Linked DNA regions of Salmo salar: region 1 is linked to region 2. Evidence: chromatin contacts called from public Hi-C data. All regions are on one chromosome and are shown on one strand. Each heading gives the region's core, a stretch centred on a gene start, on an enhancer-like site or on the middle of the called end of the contact. The rest is flanking DNA. Distances are from core to core; before and after follow the strand shown. Region 1 holds the start of nme3 (NME/NM23 nucleoside diphosphate kinase 3). Region 2 holds the start of amdhd2 (amidohydrolase domain containing 2).

Region 1 (3,418 bases), core at 698-3,197, 210 kb before region 2:
CACCTTCGATAAAGTGTTGCTTGTAAACCATACCTTTTGGCTTGCGTGAAATATGAAATAGCACCTTACCATCAGATTCCTCAATTCGTGCATGTTTTGCCTCCAAATCCTCATTTTCCCCCTGCTGAACAGGCAATGACCGTTTTCTTCGTCCCATATCATAGAATTGCTTGCGCCGAGGTGCTCTTGTGTGAGTGCCACCAACCAATCAGATTGCTAGCGTCACCGGCGCTAAACCCCGCATATTACTACAATTCCTCTTATTAAAATCTGATTACATAACCCTAACCTTAACCACACTACTAACCTTATGCCTAACCTTAAATGAAACCAAAAAGCACAATTTTGTTTTCATGAATTGTTTTGATATACTGTAGGCCTAGACAATTTTGACTTTGTGGCAAATAGTGAAACTGGATACAGTGTCCGTGATGTAATCGTTGTAACTATGTTACAGCAAAGATGATGGGTACACTGACAAAATACATGTCTCTCCGCCCTAACAATTGGAGTCATTGTCCACAAAGAAGAACGGCAGGCTGACTAGCTCCCGCCTATCGTTTCTTTGGATTGGTGGACACATCTCATTGTAATATTCGACGAGGGTTGTCGATGTCAACCGCCCGTATCCAATGAAGAGATGCTATGCTACTAGCCTCATGATATGAATATGCATAGCCATCTCGCGACAATTCCGATAGTGTTTTTTCTCAAAGTTGCCAGGATATCACGTGTCCTACTTATATCAGTACACTCAAAACAATGTGTGCATTACAACACTTATTCGACCAAATAAGCCATTTAAGTTTTTGTTGACCAAATTTCGACACACTCATTGACCTCCATACAAAAACTCCTTGCTTGCTAAGTAAAACAACACCACCTGCTGGAGGGAGACAGATTTTCCGCCGAGTTTGGCCACTCCCTTCCTCTTCCTATCTGGGTACAGCTGGCACGATCACGTGATCAGTGCAGGTTTTTGTGAAAGCGTTGCTCGGTTTCCACTAGTTACCACAGCCACAAAGTCAGAATTGGCTGTACAAAAAAACAAAATTGTGCTTCATTTAACGTTAGGAATAAGGTTAGCAGTGTGGTTAAGGGTTATGTTGACAATCAAAATTTAAGAAGATAAATTAAAGAAATTGGCGGGGTTATTTCTTTGCGGCTGTGGTAACTAGTGACAACCCATTTGCTTTGTTGCTTGTGGTGCTTTCAAGAGAACTGGGAACTCGGGGAAAAACGAGGTCAAATCATGACCTCAGTGATCTTCAGCTCGAACATTCGGAGCTCTAGAAAGAGGCTTTTACCCAATCGGAGCTCGTCTTTTCCCGAGTTCGCAGTTGTTTTGAATGCAGCATTAGAACTCCGAAGCGTAGACATAGGAAAGCACTATAAAGACAACTTCTTGTGACGATAAATAGGCTATCAACGCATTTGAATGGTAATGTAGCCTATGAAAAAGCCAATGTGACAGCGGCTATGATTAAAACCGGCTTGAACTTCTACCCTGGCCCTCCAATATTGGCAACTTACGGAACAGCAATCGATCGACGATCACACAAATGTCACAAGGCAATAGAGTCCCACTCCATTCGCAAAATAACGCTGAACCTTCTGCTACGTTCATACTATGTAGGCCTACAGTGTCAGGTGAAAACTTGAATGACTATAGCTGCGAATACTAACCACTACCGCCAGTCTGCTGCAAGCAAACCAGTATCGAACATATGCAATGCATTTAACTTCAATCAACACTATGAAATTCAGGAAATGTCATATAAACCCATAATAAGTGCAACCAACCTGTTTGGAAAACACTTGCCAATATAGTCAAGAGGAAAATCATCGTTGCATCATCCACGGGGAAAAAGTGAAAATAGAGAAGAAAGTCCTATACCTTCACGTATCTTCGGAAGGCAGCCAGGAAGTAGGGCGCGAACGCGCACTGTGTGGAGTGATTCATGCCATAATTCAGCCGAGTGAAGCTACTGATACCTTTCACCAAGTTACCGAACATCTTCCTAGCTTCATAAGATACCGCCATGCATTAACGTGGACTGTCAATGGAGACAAGGACTGCAGTCCAAACATGTTAATTTGACCCTGGTTGGTATAATTTGTGGAACGTTCCAAGAGGAATCTGTTCCAAAATCTTCGTAAATAACAAGGTTGCCAACAAATAACGCATACAAAGTTGTATCGCGGTGGAATTGGATACCGGGTAGGGAGTGTGCTATGTATTTACGTGTTTCATTCACCACGTTTATTCCCGAAAAATTCATTCTGGTAGCCTCCACCATTTCTCGTTTAATGTTTTAGTTATTATTTCCGGTGTGTCGGCATTCGGCCAGTGAACTCTACTGCGCCTCAATTAGGCTATCGTTATGGTTAACATGTAACTTAACTAATGACTGCTAGCTCCAATATTTTATTAGCTAGGTGGCTTGTACACAATTGTTACCGATGATACTGTATATACCAGCCTACTCGTAATACAGAAACATACATTGTATTTTGCCAAGTTCTCTCTGTGTTAATCCTGTTGCCCAAATATAGCAGGTAACTTCTGTCTGTGTCGAAGATGTTGTTGAGTTCAATTTAATATATGCTTTGACCTATTTCAGGTAACCTCAAGATCCTTGACTCACTACAGCTGCTTTTGAAGAACTTTCCAGTCGTTTGTGCTTTACATTCCGACTTTTGAATGTCTGTTTATTGGACATGTATATTAGTGTCTAATAAAAAATAGCAATGTATGTAAAGCATCCTATCTGTTTTAGGGTTATAGTGTGGTGTAGTTCCACTTGATGTCCACTAGGTGTCAGCATAGTTTCAATAATATCACACCAGGTTCACAACATGTTTTCATGTGTAACAGATCAAATCAAATTGAATTTGTCACATGCGCCACATACTACAGGTGTAGACCTTACAATGAAATGCTTACTTACAAGCCCTTAACCAACAATTGAGTTTTAAGAAAAGTACGTGTTAAGTAAAAAATAATACATAAAATTAACAATAATAAAAAAGCAGCAGTAAAATAACAACAGCGAGGCTATATACAGGGAGTACCGGTACAGAGTCAATGTGCCGGGGAACCAGTTAGTCGAGGTAATTGAGGTGTTACTTTCAAGTCCAGTGGTGTAAATTACTTAACATAAATGTATTTAAAGTACTCCACTACATTATATATATATACTGTATTTCTCTGCAGTTTTAATTTCACAAATATTTAATCTACATTTCATGGTTTACCATATATCATACAGTGTATATATATTTATATATATGCAGTTGAAGTCAGAAGTTTACATCCCCCTTGACGGAGGAGCGAAATGGAAATTGTTGAATTTATTTACATTTCAATTGTGGAAATGTTGCCATTGGGTGGAGAGCAGTTTAGAATTTTTTTAAT
Region 2 (3,701 bases), core at 378-2,877:
AATAAAAAAAAGGAATTTAAAAAAATCCTGTTTGCGTTGCACCAAACGACGAGCATCACAAACACTGGGAATCTTCCCCTTCAGTTGGTCAACTTACACATTTACCCCTACCCCAGTAATCACTCCTTTCAATAGCACCATTTTCTTGAGCGCAAAACAATTCACATCTCTTGCCCCCATTCATTTAACACAGAGCGCCTCTACCTCTGACCAGCAGAAACATAAACAATTATCACAAGACCACTTCTGGTTACCTTCACTGATTCCATAGCACCCAACTGTTTTCACCCACCCTGAAACCACAATTGGATTAGCCAAAAAGGTTGTACAAGTATGCTAGACATTTATAGAATAAATACATAGTTTGATGTTTCTGTGACAATCAATTAATTACTTATTGATTTATACAGTTTTAAATGGCATTTGATAGATTCTATGTATTTCTATCAAATCAAAACTGGAATTTGTATTCAAAACAAAGGTTGTAAAAGTATGCTAGACATTTATAGAATAAATCATATCTATTTTTTTGTTTGTTTCTGTGGTAATCAATTCATTAGTTATTGATTTTTACCATTTTAAATGGCTTTTGGCGAACGTCTGTTGATACGTCTGTTAATTTCTATTCGTAAGAAACTATCGGTCTTGGCAATACATTTTTAGAGTCTGAATACATAAACACTTTACATTTCTATTCATAAGAAACTATCGGTCTTGGCAATACATTTTTAGAGTCTGAATACATAACCACTTTTTATTTCACAAAACAATGGCACATTAAAAACTTGACTATAAAACCAACTTTACCTTGGTAATTCGTCACTCGTTCATCCTGCAATGATTGTGTTCTCAGGCACCGGTAGGTTGTGGATGCTTTATATGCGCTGCAGTCAATTATGAGTGCATGTTTACTTATTAAATATATGATTATTAATATTCGCCTACTGCACTGTATGATAGCTAGCAAATTAATTAGCTAACTAACGTTAGAATGTCTAGCTGGAACTTCTGAAGGAAAATGATAACCAAACAAAGAAGCGTTTACTTTTTGCATTAGTACCACAATTGATAACTTATTTGCATTCGTTTATACTTACACTTGTATGTTGACTTCTCCATTGATGCTGTTTTTAGGTTTTCCCGGACTTTTTAATATTTTTATTTAATTAATTAAATTAATGTATTTAATTGATCTAACTTGGCAAGCCAGTTAAGAACAAATTCTTACTTACAATGACGGCCTACCCCGGCCAAACCCAGACGACGCTGGGCCAATTGTGCGCCGCCCAATGGGTCTCCCAATCACGGCTAGATGTGATACAGCCTGGATTTGAACCAGGGACTGTAGTGACGCCACTTGTACAATCGTCGCGAATTGAATTATGGGGAGTTTCAGGCCCCGGAGTGAACATAATTGTACACTCGCAAAGCCGACTAAAAACGAGGGCTGCGGGGCTTACGTTGCAAACGTCCCTTGCTTGGCTAATCATTTGGACCACCCACTAAGATGGCGAGGGTAAGTGGACTTAGGGTGTGTCTTTTTAAGTGTTTGGACCGTAGGTTGAGTTTGAAACGCAGCCTCGATGTTCTTCTTTATCAAGACCTACCGTGGCGCTCTTCCAACCACCATCCTCCGCCGCCTCTGGAGCTAACGCTCTCTGCCAGTCCTCAGACCCTCCTATCCGCAAGTTACTACGAGAGCTTTGCTCCGAGTGGAAACGCTAACCGGATGCTTCAGATTTATACATCCGCTGAAACATCATTGTTCTTTGTTACGTGTATCCTAGCTATTTCGCTTCTGCGAGTCCTGTTCGTTGTTTTGATCAGCTGACTGCAGCATTCTCACATGATTCCATCCGTCTACAGTTGTTGGAATTCTCACTGACTGCGACTTGACTGTCTTCTATGGGGCAAGTATTCGATTTATTCAAAAGAAAGATGAGCTATCTTATTCGTTTACAGCTGAGATCATACCAACGTTTTCATGTAAGACATTGATGTACGTTTACATGCATAATAATAATTCTATATTAAACTGCTTACGCCGACTATGCAAATGGTCATGTAAAACCTTACTCTGCTTATCTTACTCGGTGTAAGGTCAAAATTGAAATAAGCGTACGCCGAAATCTTTCGAATTATTCCGACATGTAAACAGCTTAATCGGCGTTCCAGCGGTATATTTGTTCTGCGCATGTGCAATCACGATCTTGTGCGCGAGTGACTTGTGTTCGGAAAAACTGAAAGTATGAATCATATAAATATACTTAACTAAAATATTAATGCAACAATTAAGATTTTACTGCGTTACAGTACATATAGGGAAATAAGTCAATTGAAATAAATGCATTAGGACCTAATCCATGGATTTCACATGACTTGGGAGCCAGGCCCAGCCACTGGGAGCCCGGCTCAGCCAATCAGAATTCGTTTTCCCCACAAAAGGGCTTTATTACAGACCGAAATACTCCGTTTCATCAGCTGTCTGGGTAGCTGGTAGCTGATGATCCCGCAGGTGAAGAAACCGAATGTGGAGCTCCTGTGCTGGTGTGGTTACACATGGTCTGTGGTTTTTAGTCTAGTTGGACATAATGCCAAATTCTCTAAAACGACTTTGGAGGCAGTTTATGGTAGAGAATTGAACATTCAACAGCTCTGGTTGATTTTCCTGCAGTCAGCATGCCAATTGCCCTCAACTTGAGACATCTGTGGCATTGTGTTGTGTGACAAAACTGCACATTTTAGTGGTGTTTTATTGTCCCCAGCACAAGGTGTACCTGTGTAATGATCATGCTGTTTAATCAGCTTCTTGATATGCCACACCTGTCAAGATTGTCTTGGCAAAGGAGAAATGCTCACTAACAGGGATGCCCAAAAAAATGCGCAACATTTGCGAGAAATAAGCTTTTTGTGCGAATGGAAGATTTCAGGGATCTTTTCCTTCAGCTCATTAAACATGGGACCAACACTTTACATGTTATTTTTGTATATTTTTGGTCAGTATAGTTTTACACTTAAGATATGACTGCCGTTGTGCTATTGAATTTCAGAATTCTGTATTATAAATTCTATACATTCGTTCATACTGGATTAAGCGTAGATTTTCTTAAACTGTAATTTAGTTAGTTATGCTCCAGCTTTCCCTCCACCTTGTGCCAACATCAGTTCTTTTTATTAAGTCTTGGTTCCAATAGTTTATTATTTTTTTTTCTAAGAGATTGTCAGTTGGATATACTCTCTGCAAGGTTTTGTATATCTTCTCTGTCATATGAACATAATTTTCTGACTCGAATAAGATTCCCTTAAGGTTGCTCTGATGTCCAAAAGATTTCAAATACACATTTTGTGATATGTAACTTTTAAGTTGCATGTATTTGAAACTATGCTCTCTGCAAGGTAAGTCCAACATTGCTTTTATTCTGTCATGGAAATAGATTTATTTCCTGTTATCATGTCATTTACGGTGTCTTTGCCTCCCTACACACTGTTGTTATTCATTAATAGACTAACAACACTGTATTCAAATGGTTTTAGTGTTAGATTCTTATCAGATCTGTTTTAGGGTGAAATAAAATGCAATGACAACATGGGGGTCAAAGTCAAATGTTGCACCTTCAGCATTGTACAATGTTGTTATAGGAAGGTTCTTACATTGGCGTGTCTGTTTATGGTGGTGGGTTGGTATACTGATTATCCCAGAT

The links. Hi-C and Micro-C count contacts between places; a contact is called where the count stands out from the background.
Region 1: a contact with region 2 is called in a Hi-C map of muscle, with 5 times the contacts expected there. The contact joins the promoter of nme3 here to the promoter of amdhd2 in region 2. A contact is called at or near these places in 2 of 3 Hi-C or Micro-C datasets (gill and muscle).

What each region holds. Positions count from the first base shown.
Region 1 is chrssa03:49,697,239-49,700,656 of Ssal_v3.1, reverse strand. It overlaps nme3 (NME/NM23 nucleoside diphosphate kinase 3), which reads right to left and starts at 1,947. Exons shown (of 5, transcript NM_001141368.1): 1 at 1,804-1,947. The coding sequence starts at 1,846.
Region 2 is chrssa03:49,491,451-49,495,151 of Ssal_v3.1, reverse strand. It overlaps amdhd2 (amidohydrolase domain containing 2), which reads left to right and starts at 1,627. Exons shown (of 12, transcript XM_045714906.1): 1 at 1,627-1,910. It overlaps LOC106600680 (a long non-coding RNA gene), which reads right to left and starts at 1,859. Exons shown (of 6, transcript XR_006769155.1): 1 at 1,608-1,859.